Linked DNA regions of Sus scrofa: regions 2 and 3 are each linked to region 1. Evidence: chromatin contacts called from public Hi-C and HiChIP or PLAC-seq data. All regions are on one chromosome and are shown on one strand. Each heading gives the region's core, a stretch centred on a gene start, on an enhancer-like site or on the middle of the called end of the contact. The rest is flanking DNA. Distances are from core to core; before and after follow the strand shown. Region 1 holds the start of CLPX (ATP-dependent Clp protease ATP-binding subunit clpX-like, mitochondrial). Region 2 overlaps PARP16 (mono [ADP-ribose] polymerase PARP16). Region 3 holds the start of PARP16 (mono [ADP-ribose] polymerase PARP16).

Region 1 (3,875 bases), core at 33-2,532:
ATAAACGGTCAAAAAACAAACATTTAGTAAATGATAAGGACTTCGCAATTCAGCTAAAAATAGGAAAAGGGAGCATTTTGAAAATCCAGAGATCATAAGCTGATAATCCAGAACAAAATGAATTTGTCTACAAGTTAGTGGTTACAAGACCCAGCAGGACCTAGCCTCGTCTGATATTTATAGACTTGGGGAAGAGAAAAAATGGTTTCTTTTCCGGAAATCTCTTGGCCGGAGTGCCACTCTTTCACATCTCCCGATAAAGAGAAAAGAAAGGTAAACAAGAATCACCCTTAAAAACTACTTGGCACCGTCAAGTTCAGAAAATCCGCAAACAACTGCTGAGACACCTAAGTAGTTCAAAAACAATTTCTGCGGAATTTCCATCTCCTCGGGCTCTTTCCTGTGGGCCTTGAAAAGTACGGCGAGTCCCGTTTACGTCCCGGTGTGCGGGGCCACACAGCAACTGTGACACTGCCAGCCTCGCGCTGCCTGCGTCCCAGACCGCCGGCTCGGCCCCCCGCGGCAGCCCCTCACCTGAGCCCTTCCCGCAGTCCCCAACAGGCCCAAGGGGCACCCGGCCGGGCTCCGGAAGGGGAGCCGCAGCCAGGGCAAGCGGCAGTACCTGGCGGAGCTTTAAGTGGGGTCTGGGACACTTCAACGAACCGAGTATTTTGTGCCTGTAGCTCAGAGTTTCTGCGAAGTAGGCACATTCTGGCCCCAGTGTCAGAAGGCCTGAAAGCGGCCGTGAGGGGGAGCACAAGGGGCTCGCTTCAAAAGTAAGAAACAGCTGCTTCAGAGGTTGGCAGAGCCCCATCACACGGAAAGTGAGGGGTGCCAGGAGAAGGGCCGCGCACCCCCTCACACCCTCGGGATGGGATAGGCAAGCCTCCTGCCCTCCACCGGATCCTCACCGCCGGCGACTAGGCAAAGGGCTCGGGTCAGGACTACTTCGTTACCTCTTTGCGCGGAGGCGAGCGACGAGGTGATGAGCCGCGCGGCGGAGGCGCCGCAAGTACAAGCGCCACAGCCCGACATCTCCGCGCGGCTTAGGCCGGGGCTTCGCCCCTACTGCCCTCCGGCTCTCAGCGGTCGATGGCTACTCTCAAGGTTCGCTGGCTTGGCTCCGGAACCTCCTGCCGGCTCTAGGCCCAGTGCAGAGTCCACCCGCCTGAAAACAGGGCCTTCGCGCTCTTCATAACCCACTGCCTTCTACTCAATAGACACCTCGCCCCCCCCACAACTTCCCCCTCCTCCTCCCCCGGCCCCCCTCCCCGCCCCGCCTACGGGGTCCGAGGAGCGTGCGCGCGCCTGCGCCCTGGGCCTAGGGAGGGGGCGTGGGCACGCGTGTGCGTGCGTGAGACGCTGAGGTAGGGCGAGGGGAAGGGGGCGGTGACCTCAGCGCCAATGAGCGCGCTCCAGGAGACGTCCCACCCCAAGCAGGGAACTACAAGTCCCGGCACACAATTCTCTTTATCCTAGCGTTGAAAAGTTTGCGCTAGAAGCAGAGAAATGCATGCCGGGAGTAGTAGTCCCAACTCCTAGCAATAAACTGGTCATTTTCGACTGGTGGCTGGGTACGTCCAAGTGAGACCCGTGGCTTAGCCAGCCCCAGGAGGAGTTTTGAAAGCCGCCATTTCAGTAAGAGTCAATAAGTTCCTTACCCATCCACATCCTATGTTCCTTATCTTTTCCTTATCTTTAGATTACTCATTTGTAACATGGAAGTGGAGGTGTTTTTTACCAAGTTCCCAACTGTTGGAAGACCATTCTCTTCCCTTGTTTTTTTCAGGCCTAGTGGTGATAACTCTTCCAGCTGTTCTAGTCCCTGGGTGCTTTACACGCCTTTGTCAGTTCACTTAAACCTGACCACACCCTGGTAAAAACTGTTCTTTAATCTCTCTTCTGTTACCCTTGTTTGCATGCCTGGTTCCTCGCTGGATCTGTAAAGGAGATCAACCAGCTAGCTGACAAGGTGCAGGATGGTGACAAATGAATCAAACTCTCTTCTCATCTCGGTTGGCAACAGACTATTTACTCTGTATATAAAATTCTGATCAACTCGGAAGCCCAGAGAAATTGCTGAATGAGCTTGGAGACTTTTAGTTCTGAGCGGGTACAAGGCGGGCAGGGAAGGAGGGGCCCGGGAGAACGCAAGCCAACGTCAAGTTATTTAGCCTTTATCAATCTTGGATCAGAGAAATGTGGCTTCTAGTTCCCTGGGTCTGGCCATGAAAAGGGGTACTGGCCTTGGCTCCAGGCCACACATGTGTGTTTTTGTCTCTCCTGGAGCTGATTCCTGGTAACTTCCTCACCTTAAAGGGGCAGGGACCAAAAGAGAGCCCAGGTCTTACCTGCCATCATTAATAGAATTTTGAAGAAGAGAGACTCTGAAGTTCCTCCGGGAGTTACCGCTATGGCACAAGGGGATCGGCAGCGTCTCCAGAGCGCTGGGACACAGGTTCAATCCCCCGCCAGGCACAGACAGTGGGTTAAGGATCTGGTGTTGGCTCAGCTGCGGTGTAGGTGGCAGCATGGTTCTGATCCCTGGCCAGATTAAGGCAGAATAATAACTCAGGTAGTCAGTGTAGGAGCATGGGCCTCAATGCCTTCTTTGATATGGCTGTTGATTAACATTGTGGCTTAAGAGGTCCAGGGAGTAACCTCCCCACACGCCTTGTTTACTATAGGGAATGTACCTACACACCCAGGTAAACTGTGACTCAGTTTACGGGACAAAAAGGGCAAAGAAACAATGAGACTTACAGGAAATTTACACCCCTACAACCTCTACTGGACAAGGACTGATATAGGTAACTGGGCAAGGCCAATGGGAAAAAAAAAACATCTTTCTGGACCCCGTGTTGGTATCCCCCCATCTTTAAGGGATTAAAAACCCCTATAAGACAATAGAGAACAGGGGCTCTTCTCCCCCCTCCCGGCAGCACTGGGAACTATTTGCTTTCCTGTAATAAAGACTTTGCTTGCTTGCTGCCTGTGTGTTTGCAGAGTTCACTCATCAGCTGCGTGAACAAGAACCCCGATTCCGGTAACATCTTTTTGACATCAAAGGGACGGCCAAAAAGAAAAAAAAAGTTCCTCCAATTCAGTTTTCAAACTGTATTCTTAGAATCCCTCAGAAGCCATAGATAGCTCTTTGGTGGGATGAGGTAACTAAGAGGGTGGACCTCCCCTGCCTCCTTCTCCATGCCACCCCAACGTCAATCAGAGCTCAGAACAGCTCTGCTTTTTTTTTTTTTTCTGAACTTTTAGGGCCACACCTGTGGCATATGGAAGTTCCCAGGATGGGGGTCGAATCTGAGCTGCAGCTGCCAGCCTACACCAGAGCCAGAGCAATGCCAGATCCTTAACCCACTGGAGCAGGGCCAGGGATCGAACCTGCATCCTCACAGATTATAGTCACATTCATTGCCGCTGAGCCATAGTGGGAACTCCAGAGCAGCTTTACTTTTATCTGTTTCATTTATCATATTTTGTTTGAAAATATAGTTGTTCTGTTTTAAAATAATGTTTGAAAAGAACTGATTCTAGGAAAACCTAGCAATAAGCTTAGAGGGTCTCATCGACTCTTAACACCCAATTTAAATTCCTTTCATTCCAATTATATACACATTTTCTATTTCAGTTATATACACATTTTCTTATTTATTGTAGAAATAAACTGTTTGCTAAAATCTACCGATTGCTATAAAGCAAGCTAAATAAAAGCATAGTTAAGGCTCCTCTGGGGGCACTCCATGAATCCTTTGTTTCTCTGAATATCCTAAGAACTTGACTTATTCATTCAGTCAACAAAATTTAGTAAGCACCAATTACATGCCAGGCACTGAGGAAACCACATGAGCCAAAAATGTTAA
Region 2 (3,998 bases), core at 659-3,158, 71 kb after region 1:
GGGCGAATCAGAGCTGTAGCCGCCAGCCTGCTCCGAAGCCAAAGCAACAAGGGATCCAAGGTGGGTCTGCAACCTACACCACAGTTCACGGCAATGCTGGATCCTTAACCCACTGAGCAAGGGCAGGGATCGAACCTGAGTCCTCATGGATACCAGTTGGGTGTGTTAACCACTGAGCCACGGCAGGAACTCCTAAATCAATTATATTTTAATAAAAATAAAAATAATAAAATTTTTTTAAAATCCCAATGGCTGTTCCCAGCCCACCACTTTTAAAGTCTTCCATGATCTGGCCCCTGCACACTTTTTCAGCTCCATTTCTCACCACAGCCCCATCCTTTCTGACACTCCTACTTCTAGCTTCTCGAGAAAGAACTCTAGGTTTTTGCATGTGCTGTCTGCACTGCCTGAAATCCTCTTCCTCCATGATTGAGCCTAACACAGCTGGCTCTTTCAGATTTCAGCTGAACATCACCCTTCCTGGGAGCCCAGGGGGATGTACAGCACAGGAGTTATGAAACTGACACTGAAACCAGTCTGCGAGGTTCAACTCTCAGCTCGCCACTTCCTAGCCATGGAACCCTGGGCAAGCTGTTAAACTCTCTGGAACTTCACTTTTTCACCTGTTGTGAGGATTAAAGAAATCAGTACAAGTAAGGTGCCCTGTAGTGCTACATGTGTCACCCAGACCATGTGAAGATTCCTTGCCAAGTGTTTTCCAAAACTCCTTCACAATGCCATAGAATGCCAACCGCACTCCTGAGAATGTTTGTCCATTTACCCACCTTGCTAGATGGCCAATTCCATGAGGACAGGGGCAATCTGACCTGCTCCTGCTCCTATTTCCAGTGCCTGGCACACAGCAAGTGTGCACATTTGCTAAATCAATGACTAGAAACCCAGTGCCAGAGTTCCCATTGTGGTGCAGCAGAAACGAGTCCAACTCGTATCCATGAGGATGCAGGTTTGATCACTGGTCTTGCCCAGTGGGTCAGGGATCTGGCATTGCTGTGAGCTGTGGTGTAGGTCACAGACATGCTCGGATCTGGTGTTGCTGTACCTATGGTATAGACTGGCAGGTGCAGCTCTGATTTGACCCCTAGCCTGGGAACTTCCAAATGCCGAAGGTGCAGTCCAAAGAAGCAAAATAAGAAGAAGAAAGAAAGAAAGAAATCCAATGCCTACAGATATCGTGGGGAAATATGCTCTCTAGCAAACATCCACCTCAAACAAGGAAGGAAGGCAATGATAAGATTTTTTCAGGAGTTCCCGTCGTGGCGCAGTGGTTAACGAATCCGACTAGGAACCATGAGGTTGCGGGTTCGATCCCTGCCCTTGTTCAGTGGGTTAACGATCTGGCGTTGCCGTGAGCTGTGGCGTAGGTCACAGACGCGGCTCGAATCCTGCGTTGCTATGGCTCTGGCGTAGGCTGGCAGCTACAGCTCCAATTTGACCCCTAGCCTGGGAACCTCCACATGCCGCGGGAGCGGCTCAAGAAATGGCAAAAAGACAAAAAAAAAAAAAAAAAAAAAAAGATTTTTCAACCAGTGAATACATGGCAGCCTTGCGCTTGAGGCTAAAAGCAGTTCACAAAGACAACTTGGAAATTAGGAAAATACCTTTATTATTTCTGAAATGTTCCAATATTCAATGTAAAAACCATGATAGTGGCTTTTTCACAACTTTACAAATTATAGAAAAATGACTTTCCACCTTTACAGAAATCACCCAAATCACATAGGGTTCCATGACGGCTGACATGGTACAGGAAGGAGGGGCAGCAAACACAGCAGGTAGAACTGCAGCTCTCTGAGCAGCCTGAGGCTTTTCCCGCACGTGTAAAGCCAGGCCGAGTCCCAGAGACGCAGGCCTGTCTCAAAGGCCAGCCGCCCACAGAAGGCGTGCAGTGTGGCACCAAAGGCTGGCAAGCTGCAATCACGGCAGCTTTGTGAGAACGAGTGCAGGAGGCAGGCCTGCCGCTCAAATCCTCCTCCCTAAAACACGGCCAGGAAAGAGGCTGCAAACACGGGCCAAGTGGTGCTCTGGGTTTAGAAATTTCCCCTTTTACTCAGCTCACAAAGACGAATTTGTCAGAGTTGTGTTTTTTGTTTTGTTTTGCTTTTTTTAAAATCAGAAAACAAACATTTGGTTCCGTCTCAGCTGTCATCAGTAGTAGGTAATTTTTAGAGAGAGACAACTTGAGTTGCTCATTGTTTTTTATCAGGTTTCTGACTCCTTCCTTTCTCATCCATGGTCCGGGCAGAGGGGTTACAGCTGTAGCAGAAGGCTGTTTGTCGATGTGAGAAAACTGTGAAAGTGTTTTGCACTCACATACAAAGGCTGATGGAATTCAGAACGATCCCACCGATTTTTATGAGAAACATGACTGTTCCTCTTGGGTGTCTCAAGTCAAAACAAGGCAACAGCCTAGTGATTTATAGTCCCCACTACACATTTTCTGCCTTCCAGAAGGCATTAGAGAAAAGGCCAGTGTCCGCCAGAAGCGATTGTAAACACCCCACTGACAGCCTGGACACTTTGTTTTTAAATACGGCAGGACTTTCTCCTTTGGCCCTGGCAAAAAAAGCCAACTCCCTAAGACTGTTTAGGAAGAAGCAGAAGGAGATCTCCCCCCAAACCTGAGTGAGGGATCAGTGACCTCCATTGACTAGAGTGTGGCTGAGAGCATCATCAAAGGCAATGGATACATTTATGGCATGTGAAAACTGTCCTGTGGTTGGTCCCCAACCTGTCCCCAGGCTCAACCTGGCTGGACAAGGGGCACGGGAGGTTTGGAGCAAGTTACCGTAAGGCACATGGTTGAAATGGCCCCGACACCAAGCCCAGAAGGATTATCTCTTCGCGCGATTCCAAAAGTGTTGGAAAGCTGAGGAGTTGATGACACTCACTATGAGCAGCAGCAGCAGATACAGGGATATCATGACCGTAAACCAATGGCTGGAAACCCAGGAGAGCTGGCTTGAGGCCCTGCGTCAGGGGGAAAAAAGAGTGATGTTGGAACAAAGAGAAAAACATTTTTTCAAAGTGTATGCAACCACTTCTGGCTCAAAGAAGATGAAATGATGAATTTGAGCCATGAAATGAAGCTTTGTGCGTGCTCCTTCACTCAAAAAATCTGGGACTGTTTGCCCTGATGCTGACACGCCTTTCACCAGAACATTTTCTAAATGTACAAAGACAGCTATGCAATGAGCTCATCCTGATCTTTTCTTTTATAGCTCCTCTTGTACCTCTTGTAACCCGTCTTTTCTTAAGCAAGACTTTGGTATCTAGAAGGATGACCTTGCTAATGGTGTCTGACCAGATGGCAGCAGGTGCAGGGTACTTAGCAAAAGGCTTTTCACTTTCAGACATGCACAGATATCATTTTGAGCAGGGGAAATCCTCTCTGGCCCACTGGGAGATGATCTAAACCATGCAAGTGTGCACTAGAGACACTCCAGGAAGGAGTGGGAAAGAAATGGAATTTTCAAGTAGAAAGAGCCAGATGATTTTAAACCAAAGGATAATGTCCCCCAAACTTAGGAACCTTGTGCCTATTTCCCAGATCTAAGGGGTAAGATTTTACAAGTTTATTGAATCCTGAAGGCTGGAAACCACTTGTGTGTACAAGTAGGAGTCGGGACTATTAACGATAACAATAACCACTTTCCCTGTCTCACCTGCTGCTCATCCCCGTGAGAAACTCCTTCATGGACTCCAACAGTGGGACAAGATGGCAAGTGACCCCCAACCCTGGCAAGCCCTGCATCCCTCAAACACCACCCTGTTGAGATGGATCAGGAAGCCATCCTTCTCAAGATCCTAGGAGCTGGAAGGCCTCGTCTACTGTAAGGTCAACACTCTCATTGTAGAGATAAAGATGAAACCTCTCAGTTCCAGAGAGGAGTAGGTGGTGGTTTGACGGCCACGGAGGTGGACGTGACCAAGCCAGGTGGTACACCATCCCAGCCAGAGCCAGTCACCACCCTGCCTCT
Region 3 (4,072 bases), core at 1,402-3,901, 98 kb after region 1:
GCTCACCCTATAGTATAGCTGAGCAGACTGCTAACCTCCCCCTGCGTCTTTAATTCTGTATTCTTAGCACCTGGCCCACAGCAGAGGCTCCATAAATGTCCACTGACAAAACCGAAAAAAAGTTTCATCCCCAATACTCCGATATCACAAACTCACAAAACTGAATATCTGAATTTACAGAACAAACCATGGAAGAAGTCAGTCTGCTTGCCTTATACTCCCTGTACCCTGAAACATTTGTGCACTGCAGTCAAGGCCTGAGGTGCCTTCAACACATCCCTTGCCTAAGCTGCAATGGACTAGGTAGAGGCCAGGAGGCTGGGCTTTTTCCCTTGACCTCCTGGGAGTGATAGCAAAGAGGGTTACCCAACACTGACCACCTCATCAGAGATAATTTTAAACATCTGTCGATTCTAAACATGATCAAATTCTGTTAGTGTGGTTCATAACATTGAGATTTTCTAGGGAGGAGTTCCCATTGTGGCACAGCAGAAATGAATCTGACTAGTAACCATGAGGTTGCAGCTTCAATCCCTGGCCTCGCTCAGTAGGTTAAGAATACGGTGTTGCCATGAGTTGTGGTGTAGGTCACAGATGAGGCTCAGATCTGGCATGGCTGTGGCTGTGGCCAGCAGCTATAGCTCCAAGTTGATCCCTAGCCTGGGAACCTCCATATGCTGTGAGTACAGCCCCTTAAAAAAAAAAAAAAAAGAGAGAGAGAAAGAGAGATTTTCTAGGGAATTCCCTTGTGGTGCAGCAGATTAAGGATCTGTCATTTTCACTGTAGCAGCTCAGTCACTACTGTGGCAATGGGATTGATCCCTGGCCTGAGAAATTCTACATGCTGTGGGCATGGCTGGAAAAAAAAAAAAAAAAAAAGTGAGATTTTCTAAGGCTGAACGAATTTTTCATTTCTGTGATTAAACTCAATTTATTAATAAGGAGTTATTCTTTTTATATATTGCTGGTTTCAGGATCCTAATATTTTACAGAGGATTTCTATATTTATACTCTTGAGTCATATTGGCCAACAGTTCTCTTTTCCTGTATTATCCTTTCTAAGGATATTATCCTTCTTAAGGATAATACAGGAAAGGATATTATCTCATTAAATTTCAAGATTACACTAGCCAATTTTCAATACTCTGGAAGAATTTCTATAAAACTGGATTACTTATTCCCTCAGTGACTGATAGAACCCACCAATGAAACCAGGTAGTCCTGGAGTTCTAAGGGAAAATCTTTGACTACTACTTCAATGTCTTTAATAATTGTAGGTTTTGATCAATCAATTTGGTTAAGTTATATTCTTCTCGATAATTCCAAACATTTAGATTATAAAAATAACTGATACCTGGAATGCTGACCCTGAGGTGAACTCTGCAAGAAATTGAGTGCTTCGTGAATCATCAAGGAAATAACAGCTCACATGTATACTGTACATGTTATAATCTACAAAAGTACTGCGCATATATTACCTCATCTGAAGATGGAGGTCTGGGTGGCGTTGGTGACTTCTGGTGTCTCATAACTTGCAAAGGGATAACTAACTTCCGGTTGAGCAGAATCAGCTGACGCAAATCAACTCCCCATTACTGACCACACTAGGAAATTTTGGGGAAGCCTATGCAATTGCTGATTTCCTCACTTCACCCGGGGAGTCACTTGTATTAACAAGAGGAAGCAGCCACCTGGTGCTTTAGAAGTGTTCTTAACGCCTAGAAACCTTTCCCCAAGGAAAGTCTGGGGCTGGCACCTTCACTAACACGGATTCCAAGGGCAACGTGGTCTGGGACGCCCGGGTCAGCGCCGGGAAAAAGCACACTTACCAGGGCCTCAAAGTCCTTGCAGTCGTGGCGGGCGTAGGACGCAGGGAAAGGCCGCAGAACCGAGTCGCGCTTGTAGCTCTGCAGGGCCGAGGCGAAGAAGCTGCAGCGGAGGTCAGCGGCCAGCACGTCGCGGCCCGCCGCCTCCCTGACCGCCGCCCAGCCTGCGGGTTGCATCTCGGGTCGCCGCGCGTTGCCGGGAGAGACACGCCGGGTGGGGGCTAGGGCCGAGCCTGCGGTCAGCGCGGAGCTGGGCCCGTGGACAATGGGCTGGACCCGGCCCGGGGTTCACGGACTTGGGGTGAGCCAGGCAGAGGGATGAAGTGACGCGGGTGAGAACGTCCTGACCAGAGTCTCCTGCGGCGGACCGGCCAGTTGAGAAGAAGAACCGGCAGGGACCGCGGGTCGGCGCGGGGGTTGGGCCTGGGGATAATGGGGCCGGGCAGCCGGGAAATCCCAGGCCTGGGGGAGGGGCTATGACATGGGATGAGACGATAACGTACTGACACCTGCCTTCTGAAGGGACGTGGCGCGGGGAGCAGCCCCTGCGGGGACCGCGAGCCCCCTCCCCGTGCGGGGCCAGGCTGAGAGGCCGGCGCCGCGCTGACCCTCCTGCCCCGCCTACGACGGTCGCCGCCTAAGTCCCGGCGCTCTCCAGGCTGACCTCGGCGCTGCCTGCGTTCTGCCAGCGGTGCGCGGCGGCTCGCAGCGTGTCGCCTGCCCGTGGGACTCCCTCGCCCCAACACGTGCCCAGGCCTACCTGCCTGGCCCTCCCCTCTGCCTGGCGCCACCGGCGCCCTCGAGCTCCGCCCAGCCCAGGGAGGGCCCGCCCCCTCCCGAGCCCGCCTCCGCCACCTCCTCCGCGCAGTTTGTCTGCTGTCCCTCCGCAGGAGAGCCCTAGGCGCGAGGTGTGCGCCCCCTCGGAGGTGCCCTCGCCTGCTTGGGAACACCCTCAGGGAAGGTTGGAGTAAAAGCTAAGCCAGGCATTCTTTCCCTTGCCCTTGTCTCAGCTCAAGGCTGAGCCTGCTGGTCTTCTCTGGGGAATTGCTACCACCTACTGCCTAGGACTTGAATCGATTCTCTGAAAAACCGCTGTACAAGAGAAACTGAGCAGGGCCGTGTGGGCTCCTCCACACAAACTTTTCTGTGTCCCCCATTTTTTGGTTTCCATAAATAAGCTTCAGCTTCCATGACTTTCCCTGAGTTCTAAAGGGCAGGTTCAAACAGTAGCTAATCAGGGAAGTGAGGGGATGCAGAGACAGGTAAGAACAGTCAACTAGTGCAGCCTTGGGGCAGTGTCCAGGTTTCTCTTGAAGGAATATCCATTACAATATCTTTGAGTTCTTTTGCAGAACTAAAACCCCCAATAAGGGTGTTCCCACAGTAGCCCAATGGTCACAAACCCGACCAGTATCCAAGAGGACACAGGTTTGATTCCCGGCCTCACTCAGTGAGTGGGTTAAGGATCTGGTGTTGCTGTGAGCTGCGATGTAGGCCACAGACATGGTTTGCTGCAGCTGTGATTTAAGCCTGGGAACGTCCACATGCCGCTAGTGTGGCCCTAAAAGACCAAAGAAAAAACAAAAACACCCAACAAATGAAAATTAGAGAGGAGGATCACCAGTCCTGGGGCCACTAGATTTGAAGAATACAAGCTTGCATCTACCCTGAGCCTTACCTGTGGCCCTACCTTCTACTCCCAAACTATAAGCCCACTTCCTGTTCTCCCCCAAAGGAGGGCACAGCCTTTAGGGCATTAGCCTGCTGTGGCCTCCTTTGCCCAGCAAAGCAATAAAGCTATTTCTTTCTTTTTTTTTTTTTTTTGTCTTTTTGCCATTTCTTGGGCCGCTCCCGCAGCATATGGAGGTTCCCAGGCTAGGGGTCGAATCTGAGCTGTAGCTGCCAGAGCCACGGCAACGCGGGATCTGAGCCACGTCTGCGACCTACACCACAGCTCATGGCAATAGCCGGATCCTTAACCCACTGAGCAAGGGCAGGGGTCAAACCCGCAACTTCATGGCTCCTAGTCGGATTCGTTAACCACTGCGCCACGACGGGAACTCCCAATAAAGCTATTTCTTTCTCCTTTCTCATGTTTCTATTCAGCTCCAGTGGACTGAGGCCTGAGTTTTGGCAACAGAGGGAGCTATCTAACACTCAAGGCAAGTGATTCTCAAGAGTGCTGCTGTAATTCCCAAGGTCCCCCAGCTGAACTGCGTGAATCTGGGATCCTGAAAGCCAAATGA

The links. Hi-C and Micro-C count contacts between places; a contact is called where the count stands out from the background. HiChIP or PLAC-seq counts read pairs in DNA pulled down with a chosen protein or histone mark.
Region 2: a contact with region 1 is called in a Hi-C map of omental adipose tissue, with 1.7 times the contacts expected there. The contact joins the enhancer-like site here to the promoter of CLPX in region 1. A contact is called at or near these places in 4 of 5 promoter capture datasets (fetal liver, fetal skeletal muscle, liver and 1 more), 23 of 47 Hi-C or Micro-C datasets (adipose tissue, alveolar macrophages, brain and 13 more) and 2 of 2 datasets of contacts at active chromatin or transcription factors (alveolar macrophages and skeletal muscle).
Region 3: an H3K27ac HiChIP or PLAC-seq map of alveolar macrophages shows a contact between it and region 1. The contact joins the promoter of PARP16 here to the promoter of CLPX in region 1. A contact is called at or near these places in 4 of 5 promoter capture datasets (fetal liver, fetal skeletal muscle and liver), 7 of 47 Hi-C or Micro-C datasets (alveolar macrophages, embryonic fibroblasts, fibroblasts and 2 more) and 2 of 2 datasets of contacts at active chromatin or transcription factors (alveolar macrophages and skeletal muscle).

The regions. Positions count from the first base shown.
Region 1 is chr1:163,220,785-163,224,659 of Sscrofa11.1, forward strand. CLPX (ATP-dependent Clp protease ATP-binding subunit clpX-like, mitochondrial) reads right to left here and starts at 1,283. Exons shown (of 14, transcript XM_021100084.1): 1 at 957-1,283. The coding sequence starts at 1,035.
Region 2 is chr1:163,291,178-163,295,175 of Sscrofa11.1, forward strand. PARP16 (mono [ADP-ribose] polymerase PARP16) reads right to left here. Exons shown (of 4, transcript XM_021100127.1): 4 at 1,601-2,988. The coding sequence ends at 2,853. Among named protein-coding and RNA genes, the nearest start is that of PARP16, 27 kb to the right of the region's middle. Within about 2 kb of position 1,909, at least 13 of the 83 cell types and tissues checked have an H3K27ac peak or open chromatin away from gene starts, as enhancers often do. A contact at or near this core is called in adipose tissue, omental adipose tissue, retroperitoneal adipose tissue and 2 more, where this site is marked.
Region 3 is chr1:163,317,396-163,321,467 of Sscrofa11.1, forward strand. It overlaps PARP16 (mono [ADP-ribose] polymerase PARP16), which reads right to left and starts at 2,652. Exons shown (of 4, transcript XM_021100127.1): 1 at 1,830-2,652. The coding sequence starts at 2,003.